Regions from separate parts of the Sus scrofa genome. Here region 1 is linked to region 2. A link is a contact called in public promoter capture Hi-C data. All regions are on one chromosome and are shown on one strand. The core of a region is the stretch at or near the end of the contact, and the rest is flanking DNA. Distances in the headings are between cores, read along the strand shown. Region 1 overlaps TRPM4 (transient receptor potential cation channel subfamily M member 4). Region 2 holds the start of SNRNP70 (U1 small nuclear ribonucleoprotein 70 kDa).

Region 1 (4,493 bases), core at 30-2,529, 86 kb after region 2:
CCTCAGCTGTGACCTATGCCGCATCTGCAAGAGTGGCAACACCTGATCCTTAACCCACTGCGCTGGGCTGTGCCTGTGCCCCAGGGCTCCAGTGCCAATCCTGTTGTGCCACATTGGGAACTCCTGCCCCAGTGTTTTGTGTGTGTGTGTGTGTGTGTGTTTTCTAGGGCCGCACCCCAGGCTAGGGGTCTAATCGGAGCCGTAGCCGCCGGCCTACGCCAGAGCCACAGCAACACGGGATCCGAGCCGCATCTGTGACCCACACCACAGCTCTCGGCAGCCCTGGATCCTTAACCCACTGAGCAAGGCCAGGGATCAAACCCACCACCTCATTGTTCCTAGTCGGATTCGTTAACCACTGAGCCATGACGGGAACTCCGTTTTGTCTCTTTAGGTCAGCATCCATGGCATATGGAGGTCCCAGGCTAGGGGTTGAATCAGAGCTGTAACTGCAGGCCTACACCACAGCCAGCAACACAGGATCTGATCTGAATTTGTGATCTACACCACAGCTCATGGCAATGCCCAGTCCTCAACCCACTGAGCAAGGCCAGGGATTAAACCTGCGTCCTCATGGCTGCTAGTCAGATTTGTTTCTGCTGAGCCACGACGGGAACTCCCCCAGTTTTTAATTTACTGTGTTCATTGATCTCTTGCATGCATATATATTTTGGTGGGCCATTTGACCTACCTCTGTGAATTCTGGGTTGTTGTCCATTATCTGCTTTCCTCCTAGGTCGTTTGTCTTCTGCTGATTGGTTTGCTGGAACTCTGTGCATTTTGCCTTTTATAGGTTGGACAGATATTTCCACAGTTTTCCCAACTTGATTGCTGCAGGGACCTCCCAGCTTACTGCTAAGGCCATCATTCATCCAGCCATTATTTAATGGGTGCCAGCGCCCTGCGCGGCGCAGCTTGGCAATGTCACTGTCACTGTGCCAAATTTCAAATCTGAGTGAATGCCAGGGGAACCGGAGGGTCTCAGTTCTGGCCCTGGGGAGGCCACATCCTCTCTTTAAGCCTGGTGTTGGGAAGACTCGGGGTTTTCCTTTGCACCCTGTAACCTCTGAGTCTGTAACCTACCTCGTTTCCTCACACCGCAGGCTGACCTCGGGCCTGTATGACCTGGGCCGCTCTGTCCTCTGCCTCGACTTCATGATCTTCACGCTGAGGCTGCTGCACATCTTCACCGTCAACAAGCAGCTGGGGCCCAAGATCGTCATCGTGAGCAAGATGGTGAGGAGTGGGTGGGGCCGTGGTGGGCGGGGCCGGAGGAGGGAAGGGGTGGAGCCAGGGAGGTTATCTTGGACGCGCAGGGGCTCAAAGTCAGGGATGGCCGCGGGGCTTTGGGGGCAGGGGCGGGGCCAGACTTGGTCTCATCGTCCCCGTCTGCAGATGAAGGACGTGTTCTTCTTCCTCTTCTTCCTTGGCGTGTGGCTGGTGGCCTACGGGGTGGCCACGGAGGGGCTCCTTCGGCCCCAGGACCGTAGCCTCCCTAGCATCCTGCGCCGCGTCTTCTACCGGCCCTACCTGCAAATCTTTGGGCAGATCCCCCAGGAGGACATGGACGGTGAGAGGGGATGAGAGGGCCTGACACCCTCCCTCTGAGGACCCCCTCCCGTCCCCCACCGGCCCCCCGCCTTCTTTCCCCCTCTCTGAGTCTCTGACTCTTCCTCTGTCTCCTTGCGTCTCGATACTCTTCTCTTTCTGGGAATCTGTCTCCCTCGCTCCCGTTCTTTGCTCTCCCGCACCCCGCTGGATTTCTGACTTCCTTAAGGTCTAGGTCTCTCTGGCTCCATCTCTGAGTATCTCCCTTCACAGTGGCCCTCATGGAGCATGTCAACTGTTCAAGTGAGCCGGGCTTCTGGGCGCGCCCAGCGGGAGCCCAGGCGGGCTCCTGCGTCTCACTTTACGCCAACTGGCTGGTAGTGCTCCTCCTGGTCATCTTCCTGCTGGTGGCCAACATCCTGCTGCTCAATTTGCTCATCGCGATGTTCAGGTGAGTCCCCACTTCCCTCTGATCTGACCTCACCCAGCATGACCCTTGACCCCTGCATGACTTTTGAACCCAGCATGATTCTTTTTTTTTTTTTTTTTTTTGGCTTCTCTAGGGCCACACCCAAGGCAGATGGAGGTTCCCAGGCTAGGGGTCTAATTGGAGCTGCAGCTGCCGGCTTACGCCAGAGCCACAGAGACACCAGATCTGAGCCACGTCTGTGACCTACACCACAGCTCACAGCCACGCCAGATCCTTAACTCACTGAGCGAGGCCAGGAATCGAATCTGTGTCCTCATGGGTGTTAGTCAGAGTCGTTAACCACTGAGCCAAGACAGGAAGTCTTCTGATTCAAATCTAATGCTGGCTTGTCCCCAAATTCAGCCAAAGTCTGCTCCTGACCTGGACTTTGGAATCTTCTCTCTGAGCCCAGTTAGAATATTTTAATTTCTTTTTATTGTGGCAAAGTAAATGTAACATAAAGGCTGCCTTTGTGTGTGTGTGTGTGTGTGTCTTTTTCGGGCCACACTCCTGGCATATGGAAGTTTCCAGGCTAGGGGTCGAATCATAGCTACAGCTGCCGGCCTACACCACAGCCACAGCCACAGCAACTCAGGATCCAAGCTGCATCTTCGACCTACACCACAGTTCATGGCAACGCCAGATCCTCAACCCACTGAGCGAGGCCAGGGATCAAACCTGCAACCTCATGGTTCCTAGTTGGATTCATTTCCGCTGTGCCACAATGGGAACTTCCTGGCATACAATTATCGATAGTATTCTCTTATAATCCCTTTTATTTCTATAATGTTGATAGCAATGTCCCCATTTTCATTTCTGATTTTAATTATTGGTGTCCAGGCTGACTTTTGAACCGACTCCAACCTCTACCTTAATTCATGACAGCTTTCCCAACTTGACATCTGACCCTGGGCCCTCCTAACCCAACTACTGATTGGATCCTGTACTAACCACTGACTGTATGAATCCTGAGATCCACCTGCCGCCTTGGACTTCAAACAGCCATTGCCTTACAGCTAACCCTGATCCTGGGTTTCTGAAGGTGCTTTGACCTCCTGACCTCTGGTCTCCACAGCCACACCTTCGGCAAAGTTCAGGGCAACAGCGACCTCTACTGGAAGGCGCAGCGATACAGCCTCATCCGAGAATTTCACTCCAGGCCCGCGCTGGCCCCGCCCCTCATCGTCATCTCGCACGTGCGCTCCCTCATCCGTCGACTGCGAAGGCGCCGGGCCCGCTTGCCATCTTCCCCAGAGCCATCTTCCCCAGACTCCGAGCATTTTCGTGAGAGTCGGGCTTGGCCCTAAAGAAACCCAGGGAGTGGGACCTGGAGAAAGAGAAGGGCATGCATAGGAGGGGGACGGCCAGGACCACTGCAGGGCGTGGGGTGTTAGCGGGGCGTGGTCTGGGAGATCACAAATGCTACTGAGTGTTGGGTGGGGTAGCTGGGTCTGGGAGCAGGCGTGGCCCGAGGACCTGCGGGCCCTTTGACGCCATCCTGACTTCACCACCCAGGGGTCATCCTCTCGAAGGAAGCGGAGCGGAGGCTGTTGACCTGGGAGTCAGTGCAAAAGGAGAATTTCCTGCTGGCCTGTGCTCGGGACAATCGGGACAGTGACTCGGAACGTCTAAAGCGCACGTCCCAGAAGTGAGGGCGGGGCCTGCGTGTGGGTGGGGCTTCTGGCCTCAGGGGCGGATCCCATGATTTAGGACCTGTAAGGGCCCAGGCTAGAGGCGGAGCCTGAGGGGGTAGGGTCCTGGAAGGCTGGGGAGGACAGCTGAGCTCCAGGGGCTGCGTCCTCCAAGATGGGCGGAGCTGTTAGGCTGCTGCGCAGACCTGAACCTTTGGATCCCCAGGGTGGACACAGCGCTGAAGCAGCTGAGACAAATACGCGAGTATGAGCAGCGCCTGAAAGGGCTGGAACAGGAGGTGAGGATCCCGGGCCACGCCAGGGGAGTATGGCTGGAGGGAGGAGCAGTAGGGTTCGGTGTAGCGCCCTGATGTCCCCCCTTGCTCTCCAGGTCCAGCACTGTAGCCGCGTCCTGGGCTGGGTCGCTGAGGCCCTGAGCCGCTCTGCGTTGCTTCCCCCAGGAGGACCGCCGCCCCCAAGCCCGCCTGGGCCCAAAGATTAGTGTGTAGGGTCTACCTGCCTGTATTTGCAGCCTCAGTCACTCCTTACGTCTGTTTCCCTGTCTTTTACTGCCCTTCCTTTGTTCCTGGTTCCCTCCAGGTCTCCTTTGGGCTTTTTGTGCGTCTTTCTTTTTGCTAGTCTCTAATTTTTTCTGTTCTCCCCTCCATGCCCATGACCTGTTCTGTCTTCCCTCAGACTGAGCTCTGCTGGGGGACCTCAAAGAGTAGCAGCCATTGGGAGTTTTGCTCCCAGAATAAGGCCTAGCAGGTCTGTGACCCCTGCACCTGGCTAGAAGGTCCCTAACCCCTGTACCTGGCAACCTTGTCCTTTGGTGAACCCCATGG
Region 2 (4,261 bases), core at 663-3,162:
ATCAAAACCCATTAGTAACTTCCTATTTCATTTCCAATAAAATCTGCCCTCTCTCTCATGGAACGCTTTATTCAGGCAAGGATCCGCAATGGCTGCTACAACCAGGATAAGAGGAGCTTGGGAACAGTAGCAAAGTCCCACTGCTCAGATTACCAAGGAGAATATGTACCTTTGCCAGGAGAGATCTGGTAGCTGGCACCCTGACCAGGTGACTAACTCAGCATCATAATACCAGGACCATCTGACATCAGGCACTTCCAGATGTGATGAAATACCAGACATGATGCAATACAAAGTCTGCAGTATCACCCGAGTAATGTTCTTGCCAAAAATGTTCAATATCAGTCTATGAAAACCTTTAGACTCAATTTCCAGTTTATGGGCAAAATGGGGATAGTGGAATGAACTAAATTCCACGAGGAAATAATCAGACAAAGTCAGAATGCAGGACATAGGACTGCACACCAAACTCGGGGGAAAACAACAACATAACGCAGTGTGTGTGTGTGTGTGTGTGTGTGTGTGTGTGTGTGTGTGTGTGTCTATTCTATGTTAAAGAGGCGAGAGAGACATGATAACCAAATAAACGCGTGAACATTGACTGGCTCCTGTTTCAGATTAAGATAGAGTTCTCATGAGTCAACTGGGAAAATCTGAATAGGGGCTGGATAAACTTTCTAAGAGGTGAAAATAGCTGTGTTGTTGGGCAGAGGATGCCATTATTCTTAGGAGACATGCTGAAGCATTTAGAGGTGCAGTGTCTCAGCCATTTACTATCCAATGGTACTAAAAAAAAATACATTATTATTAGCTTTATTTTTCTTCAAACTTTTTATTTTGAAGTAATTTTAGAATTATGGAAAAGTTCCAAAAAATAGTGCAGAGTTCCCACATACATATACACAGAAAGCAAACGTGTCTATGTATACGTTATCTGTTTTTTAAGCCATGCCCATGGCATGTCGATGTGCCCTGGCCAGAGGTGGCACCTGCTCCACATCAGCAACCCAAGCCAATGCAGTAACAATGCTCATTCTTAACTTGCTGCGCCACGAGAGAACGCTTCAGGATATTTTTTTTAAGTAGCATGATATTAGCCATTTAAATTTTGTAGTAATTTCTGTAATTATTATCAAACAGGCAATTGAATCTATTCCCCAAACTTCAAATATTTTAACTTCTTACAGGTCTACAGGGCCCTAAATAATCCGCCAGCTCTCTGCTCTCTCAGCCAACATGAGATTCCCACTTTCCGCCCCAATTCAGGACCTTTGCACTTGCTGTTAAACCCGCCCAGATCTCCCTTCCATCAGTCTCCTTCTCCAGAAGGACCTAGTTCTAAAATAACCCCTCTATCCCCGCCCATTCCCGTACTCGGCCCTATTTTTCTTTACTGTGTTGGCCACCGTCCGAAATTTATCTTTTTAAGTGCCTTTATTGTCTCCCTCAGTACAATGTAAGCTCCAAAAAGGAAAAGACTTCGCTTCAGTCGCATGGTATATCGCCAGAGCCCAAACAACGCCACGCACACATTGGGCGCTCAATGAACAGTTACTGATTTCCTAGGTTAAGGAATCACACTGTTCACGTAGGAACTCTTTGCCAGGCGGCGGAAGGATATTTCAGTGTGAAAGACGTTACAGGCATGCGCGCAAGATCCGGGAAGTGTGTAAGAAAAGGCGTGGAGCATCAAGAGTCTCGCGGACAGAGGCAGTTGGAGCCCTGAGCGCGAGGTGAAAGGGGACCGCTTGGGGCGGAGCGCGCGTGCGCACTGTGACCTTCATCCCGCCGCGGCAAAGGAGTTTAAGGTGCCGGAAGGCGGGGTAGTGGCCTCGCGCGTGCGCAGTGCTCGCAGCGGCGCCAAGGTTCCTGTGTGTGGGTTGCACTTGACTCGCGCGGCGCGTGCGCAATAGGGTCGGCGGAGGGATTTGAGGCTGGTTCCACCCCTTGCCCCTGTCGCGAGCCGAGGCCGCGCGGGCTCGTGAGCTGTGGCCTGGTGCGCGCGCTGGGCGGGCGACAGAGACTGAGAGACGCGGTCGCCGTCTGAGTCGAAGCTAGAGCTAGAGTACCTGCTGCTGTGGGGCCGCCGCGAGCCCCTGGACCGTCGCCAGGCCGAGGAGGGCGCCGCGCGGCGGGTGAGTATGACTGAGTGGCCTTACCGGGTGCGGGGCCGCTACCCACAAGCCCCTGCGGTGGATCCCAGTCCCTTCCCCGGGGCCGGGCAGTCTTCCCGCGCCACCGCCACCACAGAACCTTTTTGCACGCCTTACCCAGAGTTCTCCGGTCACTTAGGCTTTTTCCATAGTCCCCCTCCCCCGCCCTCAGCGGTCACTTACCCACAGGCCTTTGCGCTGTGTTGCCTTTTTTCGTCCTCGCTTCCCTTCCGTCCTGGACCCTTACCCACAATCCACTTCGCCTGCGGGGCCTAGATCTATTACCCACAACCCCCTGGCTTGAGAGGTTTGCTGTTTATGACTGACCCCTTCTCCTGATCAGAGACCTCTTGCGGTCCTCCCCCTATAACCTTTTATCCAAGGTGCGGGACCACCAGCCGCCACGGCCCTAGACCTCCTTCCTCGGGATCCTTGATGCCCCACAAGCCCCCAGGGACCTTCAGCCCCGCAGTTCCTTGCTCAGGACTTCACTGCTCGGAAACCTGTTTTCAGTCTTTGTTTCTCTTCTCTTGCCCTCCCCCTCCCCTCCCGTTCACACAGCCCTCCCTCTAGAATCTGCTTGCCCCTGTGATTAAGGATCGATCGCGCTCTGTGTCCTTACAGGAGACTTTGAGATTTTTGTCCGTGTTTCTCTCTTTTCTTGGGAGGCAAGGGATTGATAGGGGCTTCATCTCCCCAGCCCACCCTAACATAAGATGGTCCTGCTTCTGCTCTCAGACTTGGCACGATGACCCAGTTCCTGCCGCCCAACCTTCTGGCCCTCTTTGCTCCCCGTGACCCCATCCCATACCTGCCACCCCTGGAGAAACTGCCACATGAAAAACACCACAATCAACCTTACTGTGGCATTGCGCCCTACATCCGAGAGTTTGAGGTGAGTTCACTGAAGAGGCTTGGAGTGGGCTGGATCGGGGAGTCTGGTCTCTGGCGATTTTCTAGCTGTGTGATTGAGGAAGGTGGCTTTTATCCTGTTTCCCTGTCTTAGATTGGTAACACAGCCCTTGTAGGGCTTTTGTGAAAATTCAGTAACTACCAGTTGAGGATTCAGACTCTCGAGTTAGGTAGTCCTTGGTGCGCCATTTATCGGTTGCGTGATGATCTTGGGCAAGAGGTGTATCCTCTAACTGCTGTGATTTTTTTCCCCCCCATGTTTAGCAAGGGAATATTAGTGTCTTTGATGTAATTTGATGGAGAATTGACTGTTTGTTTTTTTTTTTTTTTTAACGTTATGGGGCTTGACGCCAAGCAGTCAGTAAACATCAATTATTTCTTAACGTATAATGACCATTTTGGTCATTAATATGGTGAAATTTGTAAAGGGTTAGCACTTGGTGATTGGTGCATTGAAGACCACAGGCTTGAGAATTGCAGCTTTGTACCTGCAGGGTGAACAGAGATAAATGGCTTTGGCCCATGGGCCTCGGTTTTTTCATTTTCGAAATTGGGTTAACAACATCCACCTGTTGAGGTGCATCGGCGGACACCCGAGAAGTGCTGGCACACAGGAGTCAGAAGAAGAAAGTTCTGGCATCAGGTGGGAACGGGGAGGTGAAGGAAGTTGTGGAGCAGAAGTTTAGTACAGAGGTGACAGGAGGTTGGCTCTATAGTAGTATTTGCCAGCCTCGGTGAACCGGTATTTGGAAAATATGACTAGCCAGTTAAGTCAATGCAGTAGTTACAGGCTGGCGGCAGATGTGGTCATGTGACAGTTACTGTTTAATGAGTGCTCGCCGAGACCTTCAGGAACTACCCTGGCCCTCAGAAGGTGTCCAGTTGTTTGCCTCTGAGCACTGCACTGTCAGCTTCTTTTGCTTCAGGCCTGGTCCCAATTCTTATCTGTGATTAAGGACAAGTCTGCTGCAGAGTGGTGCTTTTGATAAACACAAGGATTATTTTCACTTTCTAGTATTTTTAGAGAAAGGCTACAAAGTTAAAAAAAAAACAAATCAAATTTCATTTGTTGAGTTCAACAGATATAAAGCTACTCTGTCAGATTGCTGTCGAGGTTTCTGAATACTTAATGCCAGTTTCTGTAGTTCTCTTGTCACAGACCAGTAACAGTTCCCAGATAGCATGGGGCATGGATC

What was found. Promoter capture Hi-C pulls out the DNA fragments that hold promoters and counts their contacts.
Region 1: a contact with region 2 is called in a promoter capture Hi-C map of fetal liver, with 2.4 times the contacts expected there. The contact joins the enhancer-like site here to the promoter of SNRNP70 in region 2. A contact is called at or near these places in 2 of 5 promoter capture datasets (fetal liver and fetal skeletal muscle), 10 of 47 Hi-C or Micro-C datasets (embryonic fibroblasts, fetal skeletal muscle, liver and 4 more) and 1 of 2 datasets of contacts at active chromatin or transcription factors (skeletal muscle).

Annotation. Positions count from the first base shown.
Region 1 is chr6:54,372,807-54,377,299 of Sscrofa11.1, forward strand. TRPM4 (transient receptor potential cation channel subfamily M member 4) reads left to right here. Exons shown (of 24, transcript XM_021094712.1): 18 at 1,104-1,236; 19 at 1,396-1,570; 20 at 1,822-1,999; 21 at 3,093-3,301; 22 at 3,533-3,665; 23 at 3,875-3,947; 24 at 4,040-4,493. The coding sequence ends at 4,150. Among named protein-coding and RNA genes, the nearest start is that of TRPM4, 32 kb to the left of the region's middle. Within about 2 kb of position 1,280, at least 4 of the 83 cell types and tissues checked have an H3K27ac peak or open chromatin away from gene starts, as enhancers often do. A contact at or near this core is called in fetal liver, where this site is marked.
Region 2 is chr6:54,286,442-54,290,702 of Sscrofa11.1, forward strand. It overlaps SNRNP70 (U1 small nuclear ribonucleoprotein 70 kDa), which reads left to right and starts at 1,913. Exons shown (of 10, transcript XM_021094709.1): 1 at 1,913-2,135; 2 at 2,892-3,048. The coding sequence starts at 2,902. It also overlaps a transcript of NTF4 not described here.